Regions from separate parts of the Mus musculus genome. Here all the other regions are linked to region 3. Evidence: chromatin contacts called from public ChIA-PET and Hi-C data. All regions are on one chromosome and are shown on one strand. Each heading gives the region's core, a stretch centred on a gene start, on an enhancer-like site or on the middle of the called end of the contact. The rest is flanking DNA. Distances are from core to core; before and after follow the strand shown.

The links. A called contact is a pair of places that touch in the nucleus more often than the background predicts. ChIA-PET counts read pairs in DNA pulled down with a chosen protein or histone mark.
Region 1: a Hi-C map of Th1 cells shows a contact between it and region 3, with 2.0 times the contacts expected there. The contact joins two enhancer-like sites. A contact is called at or near these places in 25 of 484 Hi-C or Micro-C datasets (B cells, the Ba/F3 cell line, the G1E-ER4 cell line and 13 more), 3 of 115 datasets of contacts at active chromatin or transcription factors (CD4 single positive thymocytes, large pre-B cells and thymic regulatory T cells) and 2 of 9 other capture datasets (embryonic stem cells and liver).
Region 2: a contact with region 3 is called in an RNA polymerase II ChIA-PET map of memory CD8 T cells, with 38 read pairs. The contact joins two enhancer-like sites. A contact is called at or near these places in 3 of 39 promoter capture datasets (cranial neural crest, frontonasal cranial neural crest and second pharyngeal arch cranial neural crest), 1 of 484 Hi-C or Micro-C datasets (nephron progenitors), 3 of 115 datasets of contacts at active chromatin or transcription factors (T-cell acute lymphoblastic leukemia, embryonic stem cells and memory CD8 T cells) and 1 of 9 other capture datasets (embryonic stem cells).

What each region holds. Positions count from the first base shown.
Region 1 is chr12:103,490,054-103,492,753 of GRCm38.p6, forward strand. No RefSeq gene overlaps it. Among named protein-coding and RNA genes, the nearest start is that of Ifi27l2b, 34 kb to the left of the region's middle. Within about 2 kb of position 1,343, at least 12 of the 459 cell types and tissues checked have an H3K27ac peak or open chromatin away from gene starts, as enhancers often do. A contact at or near this core is called in Th1 cells and regulatory T cells, where this site is marked.
Region 2 is chr12:103,115,447-103,118,146 of GRCm38.p6, forward strand. The region is part of intron 30 of Unc79 (unc-79 homolog); the gene reads left to right. Among named protein-coding and RNA genes, the nearest start is that of Prima1, 130 kb to the right of the region's middle. Within about 2 kb of position 1,400, at least 26 of the 459 cell types and tissues checked have an H3K27ac peak or open chromatin away from gene starts, as enhancers often do. A contact at or near this core is called in memory CD8 T cells, where this site is marked.
Region 3 is chr12:103,331,648-103,334,347 of GRCm38.p6, forward strand. Asb2 (ankyrin repeat and SOCS box-containing 2) reads right to left here. Exons shown (of 10, transcript NM_023049.1): 6 at 1,645-1,890. Among named protein-coding and RNA genes, the nearest start is that of Gm15523, 3.9 kb to the right of the region's middle. Within about 2 kb of position 1,429, at least 67 of the 459 cell types and tissues checked have an H3K27ac peak or open chromatin away from gene starts, as enhancers often do. A contact at or near this core is called in Th1 cells, memory CD8 T cells and regulatory T cells, where this site is marked.

The DNA of each region.
Region 1 (2,700 bases), core at 93-2,592, 160 kb after region 3:
ATCATAAAGTAATCCTCTTAAACTCACCAACCCAAGGTTAACTGTTTCCCATCTGCCCACTGGCCTGGCGGCAAAAGCCCCACCACTTGCTCCTGTTCCTGTCCCCAACATTAGGTTTCTAATTGTCTCCCACAACAGGGACTTCTAGAGGAGTATTTCACTGGAGTTTGAGAAAACTAGAGAGTCTCTGCTGCTAATTTTTTTTCATCTCCAGAAGGCAGCCAGGTGACTGGGGTTGGTCAAAGCAGCAGAATTCAACTAGAAGGTTCTGTAGATGAACTTTCCAGAAGGTTCTATAGTTGGTTCTGGGCAGTCCCAGAGGATGACTGTCAAACTTGACAGATAAAAGTCTTGTCTCCAGTGGACTGATAAGATGAACACACGGATAATAGAAAGGGCCTGGAATTGAGAGGTTACGTCAGATCTGGGAGGAGTTCCAGGAGGGAAGTGTGTGATTAGAAAATATTGTATGAAAGAAGTTTTATTATTTTTTTTTTATTAAATCAGATTTTAAGCAGAAAGAAGTGTTGGAAGAGGCAGTCAGGAAGGTATGCAGTAGGAAGTCTCTCCAGTAGTCACACTTACCGACTTAGTGGTTCTGAAGTTACGGATGAAGAAGTTGCTGAAACCTTCTTCTCTCTTTTTGGCTAACGATAATATAGGGTCTGTAGATGTGGGATTATAGTCTGAAGACATAAAACTAGGAGCTTTTAGGTTTGCATGCTAGGTTAGGATGAGCCCTTTCACTGTTAACTGGGTTGCTGGTAGTTTCTAGAAAACATCACGTCTACAGCTTGGAGGGAGAAAGGTCTTCTGGTGACCCAGAGTCCCGTGTAGCCCAGAGGAGACTTTGGGGGCATTCTCCTAGCTCTGCGCTCTTATGCTCTCTTCATAAAGCAACAGGCACACAAGAGGCCAGTGTCTCTGTCCCTTCCTGCTGTAAAATACCTGGGACTAGTTGACTTATAAAGAGCAGCAACGTCTTACAGGGCAGATGCAGGATGCTTAAGACCAAAGTCCAAAGATGCCCCACAATCATGCTGCATTTGGGTAACCCTCACCCCGTTCTTAGGCAGGATGGAGGATGTGATCAGCCCTAAGCCAGTGGCATTCATCTCTACATACAGCCTTTCACCAGGTTTGTCAACCTGGGTCCCTCACAAGTGGAGACTGCTAACACCGAGGACCCAACCACAGCCTCCAAGGACACATGACTGGACAAGCCATTGGACTTCCCAGAAGACATGGGCAAGGGAGTCCTGAAGAGCCACTAAGCTGCTATTAGCAGATCCATTAAGCTGCCATCAGCACAATAGACAAGAAAGCTGAGTGTTTCCAAGAGAGAGAATTAGTCAGCAGAGGGGACAGACCACAGTGCCACACAACTTCCTGGAAGAACTTATCTGCCTAAGTTACCCCAACTCACACACACACACACACACACACACACACACACACACACACACACACTCACATACACTCCTGACAGTAAAGTTTGGTTGCATGTATCACTGAATCATGCTGCTTGAAGAAGACAGTGGTCACCCTTAGGGAAGGGACAGAAGGGCCTGGGAGGGAAGGAAGGGGAAGGGAAGAGGTGGGGGAGAGAACAGGAAGCAGCCTTCTGGGACTTGGAGCATGGCTTTATAAAAGCGTTTCCAGATGTTTGTGTATAATTTGTGCACATGTACATATGTTTCTGCATGCACAATTATATCTCCATTAAAAACTCAAGGGGGCTGGAGGCAGCTCGGCACTTAGGAGCTGAACAGAGTTGTTCTTGCTTAGGACCAAGTTTGGTTCCCAGCGCTTACATCAGACAGCCTGTGTCCATTTTTAAAAAATGAAAGTTTTGGGGAATTTTTTTTTTTTTTTTTTTTTTTTTTGATGCAGGAAATGTAGGTGTGGCCACCCAGCTGGTTCTGGATCCTTGACAGAAAATGGGAAATTCCCTGTCAAAAGCAAAACAAGGGGTCGGAGAGGTGGCCCCATAGGTAAGAGCATTTACTGCTCTTCAGAAGACACGAGTTTGGTTCCCCGCATCACACGGAGCTTTCCAATCCTCTGTGGGCACTCAGCAACTGCACATGTGTGCAGACGGGCAAAACACTCTGCTTGTGCACACAAAAATAAACCTAAAGCATTTAAAAACAAAACAAATCAAAAACCCTTTGTTCACCAAGTGGCATCATTAAAAAAGGGGGGGGCAAGTAGAGATTAAAAAACAAACAAACATGGCTTATAAGGCCATGTTATACTCCACAAAGACCTCAGAACTAGAAATATGGAAAGTATTCAAAAGACAGCCTGATTTCTAATGGGAAAGCCGGGTGTGGTAGTGCAGGCCTGGAATTCTCCCATGCAAGAGATGGTGATAGAAAGACTCTGGCCTTGGGGCCTTCCTACTCTACAGAGTGAGATCCTGTCTTAAAACAAGATGGGGAAAAAGAGTGTGTTTGTGTATGTTCATGTATATGTGTGTGTATGTTTGTGTGTGTGTGTGTTTGTGTGCTTGATTGTGTGTGTATGTATGCATGTTTGTATGTGGTGTGTTTGGGTGTCCATGTATGTATGTGTGTATATATGTGTGTGTGCGCTTGCATTTATGTGTGTATATGTGCATATTTGTGTGTGGTGTGTTTGTATGTGTTGCTGCATATATATGTGCATGTTTCCTTGTGTATGCTTGTGTTTGTGTGT
Region 2 (2,700 bases), core at 150-2,649, 220 kb before region 3:
CTTCCCAAGGACACAGCTTTCCTAAAAACCCATGTAATGTGACATGTGCCGCTGGGCTTGGGCCAGGGGTTAGGGGTTATTTCACTCGCCATAGCCACCCTCAGGCCATTATTTCCTTACCTCTAAGACCTACAGCTGCTGTCATCTGACCATCAGACACACAGTCTCATTGTTCATTACTACTCCCTTGCTCTTGGATCCATCAACACATATGTCCCTGTCAACATTCTTACTGGTATTAAGTGTTGTCTTCTGACACTCTGGCTTCCCAGTTTTGTGAACTGGCTTACTTTGCTGCTCCCTGTGTATAGATGAAATACGGCCAGCTGGTTTCCTGCTGGCGTCACCACACAGTACATTTCCCAGCATGGTGGACTCTATCTCCCTGGAACCATGGGGTTCAAGGCACTCATTTCGATAATCAACTACAACCTTCCTGTGATTTCAACTCTAGCTACTGTTCTTTGCTTAGCGGCTCTTCTCACTCTCCTGGCCAGTACTTACTGACCCTACTGTCTTTTTAGTATCTTCTACTTCATATCTTTCTTTTTCCCCTTAAGGTCAAGTCCACCAGTATTACTCATCCCTACCTGTATCCTTTCTGGCATTTCCTTTTTCAAACATGCTTGGATAAATACATCCCTCATGAAGTCACACTCCCCCTGCACGAGTACCTGCCCCATATGATGGATATGTTTAGATAAAAAAATGTATAATGTGGATCCTGTGGTTTTAGAGTCACAGTGACAAACCTTAACTGGGAAGTTACCCACCAGTTATATGGTGTTTCCCAGTCCACAGTTCACTCTCCCACTTAACTGTTTCATAGCCAGTTTTCTCCCCAGAGGTCTATTGACAAGATGACAAGATCACAAAGACACGCTTCCTCTCCACGCTCCTCCCCACCTCCTCCCTCCTCCCCACCTCCTCCCTCCTCCCCACCTCCTCCCTCCTCCCCACCTCCTCCCTCCTCCCCTGGCATTTATATTTAAACATTTGGTTTCCGGTCAAATCCAGATTCTTTTATCTACCCTGGAATACAGGCAACGTTCTCCACTCTTTGTCCTCCATGATTTTTACTTTTAAAGGACTTCTAACTTGAGCATGCAGACATAATCTTATTTTGCTCTTTATTTAAAAATAAAAAAAGACTCCTAAAGCCAGTGCTTTGCTTTTCTCTCCACGTGTGGTGGTAAAAATACTATGACCACCAAACACAACACGAGAAAGAATTTATTGTGCCTCACAGTTCAGGGGGATAGAGCCCATCAAGGTGGGGAAGGCCTAGCATAGCAGCAGCAGGGAACTGGCTGGTCGTTTTTATCTATACACAGGAACCAAAGAGAAAAGAAACAGGATGTGGGGCCAGGCTCCACCCTTAAAGCCACAACCGCACACTTCCTCCATCAAAGCCTACCTGCTAAAGGTTCCAGGTTGGGAGAGTATTTTCGTACACCGTGTGAAGATGTTTCTGTCCTGCCTCATCTGACTAAGGTGCCTTCTAATTGGTGTAATAAAGAGCTGAACGGCCAATAGCTAGGCAAGAGAGCATAGGCGGGACATCCGGCAGAGATAGGAACTCTGGGCAATAGTCAGAGGCAGGAAGATTCACCAACCAGACTTGGAGGACATCGGACATACAAAACCGAGGAAAGGCAACAAGTCACATGGCAGACCATAGAATACATGGGTTACTTTAAGTTAAGAACTAGTTGAGAGTCTGCCAAGCTAAGGACTAGAGCATTCATCATTAATAAAAGGTCTCTGTGTCATTATTCCAGAGAAGGTGATCCAAGAATGCCATGTTATATTTGGCACCCAACATAGGGCATCATTTATAACAGGACCATCTTGAACCCACCAGCTTCCAGAAATGACTGGGAGACCTTTTGCTCTTATGGAAGCTTGGCCTTAGCTTGGCAGACTCTCAACTACCTCATCTAAGCAAACCCAACCATCTAGCTCTGTCCCGCCACATGGCTTGTTAAGTCGTCTCCGTAGTAACACCTAGTAACTTCCTCTGCATCTGGCTGGCAGATCTTTCCGTGCCTGACTCCTAGAGTCTTCTCTCTCCCTGAAAGTCCGGCATCTCCTCTCCTTCCTCAGCTGTTGGCTATTCAGTTCTTTATTAAACCAATCAGAAGGTGTAGGGAGAAATGTTTACAAGAAATAATGCAGCCATATGAATAACAATACCAGAGTCAGGCCCGCACGCCAACTCTCTGCTGGCAGAGAGATCAGCGTTTGAATAATTGAAAGAACAATCTTTACACAGTGCACAAAAACACCCTCCTGACAGTTCCACAACCTCCCCAAACAGCCACCAGCTGGGGGCCAAGTGATCAGCTACGCTAGCCAATTTGGGACATTTATCATTCCAACCACCACAGGCAGTTCTTTTAACAATCACTTCTCTCTCCAGTTTTCGTCCAGAATATTTTTTTTCCTTTCGCCCTCTTCCCACTAGAACAACAAAACTGTATTTCCCAAGGTCACCGAGGCACTCCATTGCTAAAGCCAATGGTCAGCTCTTGAAGCATCTCCTCTGGCAGAGCTACAATATTTTACATAACTGATTAACCCTACCTCAAGTGGATACTGCATGCGCCTGGTTTCCTTCCATTCAGTAATCACTACTTCTCTCTCCTGTTAGTTCTTCCTCATTTCCCAGAGGGAGTGCCATCCCGGGTTGTTTCTCCA
Region 3 (2,700 bases), core at 179-2,678:
AGATTAGCTGAGATAGCTCAGTAAAGGCTGAGATCAAAGGCTTGTGTCAGCCACAGCTCCTCTGTCAGAGCCATCTGCTCCTCTCACCCTTTCCGATGACTTCATTTTCAGCAGCGGAGGACTTGTCCTGGCCTTCTGAGAAGAGCACCAGGCCTTGAGGGCTCATCAGGACCATGAAAGTTTCTGTACCATGACTCCCAAGCTCTGGGGCCTTAGACAGCTTTTAGAAGCCTCAGTTTACCTGCTTGTTAGTCAAGAGTCATAGTCCTGCCCTCTCCTGTTTAGGGTGAGGTGTAAATAACATAACAGAAACATAGCACCAGCCTCAGAAGCCACTGCTGTCTAGACAGAGCTCAGGGCAGAGACTGTCCCTTCCCTCAGAGGAACAGTATAGGGACACCTTTAACAAGCCCCTGGGCCTCATGCTTAGGCTCCCCCGCAGGCCTAGGCTTGAGCAAAGCAGCCTGCTCACATAAGGAAAATATTTGTATAGGAACTGGCTTTAACTCCCCATGAAGGGAGCAGTCCCTGCCTCAATATCGGCAGGGAAGAGGGCGACTGCCTGGAGAGGAGGTCCCCCTCACCCACTGCACCCTTGCCCTCAGCACAGCTTGCTGGCCTGGGCTCCAGGACTCCACTGAGTTGTCAGAGTGTTCATTGCAGTCATCCCTGGCTAAGAGCCTTAGTCAGGCCCAGGGTCCATCTCCTAGGCTGAGAGGCAGACACAGGTCAGATCCAGGCTCTTACAGTGAGCAATCACTTAACCTGTCTGAGCCTCGATCCCCTCAAGTATACAGTGGGGTTAGGATGGGTCCCCTGGGCCACACTCTACCTATCTGTCATAGGTCCATGCTTAGCAGGAGGCCTGACACACAGTAGGTCCTCACTGGTTTGTTGCAGCACAGCCCCAACACTTCTGCATAGTCTCGGCCTCTCCAGTTCTCCAGACAGAACTTCCTTCCATTGAGAGGGAAAGACAATCGCAGGAGAGCTTGGAGTGGGTTGTCAAAATACTCAGTTTTTATTCATGTTTTTGAGGTCTTTGCTACTGCAACATCATGGTGCAAGCAGTATGGTTTTAGTTTCTCCTGTTACGGTTTTTTTTGTTTTTGATTTTGTTTTGTTGTTGTTGTTTTTCTTTTTCTTTTTTTTGGGGGGGGGGGGGGAAACTAGGGCAGAGACCTGGGTTCAAATCCCATTTGTATCAATAACCTACTGTGTGATCTTGGACAAATCACTTTCCCACCCTGGTCCTTCCTTGGTTTTTATCACCTGCAAAACAAGGATGTGATCTCCATCTGAGGTCTTTCTGTCCCAGCAGTGTGATGTGTAGTGGTTTGGGCATCAAGAGTCCAAGAATCTAGATAGCTCTACAGCTAATTCCGTAGCTAAGTCACTTCCCCTTTGCAGGCCTCAGATTCCTCTTTTGTGAAAGGAGGATGTTGAGCTCGATCTGAGATAGTAAGACAGGAAGCACCTAGCAGCATCTCTCCATAGCTCTACAGAACCTAAACCTGGCCTAAGAGTCCTCCACACAGCCCTGTGGGGCTCTGGATCAGAGGATGCCACAAGATGACCCCAGTGCAACTTCCCCTCCCAGCTGACCTCTGAGGTCTTTGGTAGCTGTTCTGTGTGGCCACTCACCATGCTTGGCCAGGAACCTCAGGGCCTCCAGCTGCCCACTCTGGGCAGCCACAAACAAAGGGGTGATGCTGTAGACATTCTTGGCCTCCACCTTGGCCCCGCCACTCACTAGGATCTCCATGACCTCCAGGTCATTGCGGGAGACAGACTCGTGCAGTGCGGTCCAGCCCCTGTTACAGCGGTGGTTGGCGTCTGCGTTGTATCGCACCAATATCCTCACCGCCTCCGCGTTCTTGCGCTCACAGGCTGGACCCAGGAGAAGTAAGACAGTCAGTGTAGCCCTGAAGGTTTGACACATCCTTCCAACTACCCTTGAAGAACGCAACGTCAGTGCCTACGTCTGTAAATGAGGTGGGTGGAACACAGAGATGGCAAGCGTCTTACTCAGAGTCACTCAGAGACTAAGTGTCAGTACTGGGATCCAAACCCAGGAAGTCATGCCCCCTAGAATGCTATCTACAGAGCAAAGGCTGCTCATTTAGCTTGGCTTTATCTTCTGAGTACAACCCATCTTTCTCAGCCTCCTCAAACCTCCTCTTCAACTTCCTCTGTCAAAAGACCCCAAATGTGCCCTTGGCTCTGGCCCATAGTTCTCACTAGGGAGCTATAGAGGGTGTTGGAGTCACCAAGGAATGTGAGCCGATTAATGGCTTTTGAAGCCTCCCTGGAGAGGGGACAGCAAGCAGGGGAAACAGCTGCCTATGGTGTTTCAAGGGGTTTCTCTCCCCACCTCATGAGCGCTAGTCTTCTCTCTGTGAACCACACAGCAAAGCCTTCCTAGAGGAGGCTCCAGGGAGGGTCCACAGGAGGCCAAATCCAGGAGCCAGGAGCTGGGGGCTTCGGTACCTAATAGGTCCAACCAAGGCCAAGCCACCAAGCTGGTATTTGGCATGCTTCCTACAGCTCTCTTTGGGACAGCTGAGGTCTCAGGTAACAGCTAAGGGCCCCATAGAAGACACATCCATGTTGCGTTCAGGTGCCTGCAGAATATTATATGTGCTGGATGCCAAATCACAGATGTGCCTTTGGTCCTTACGTCTGAAATGAGAACCCTAG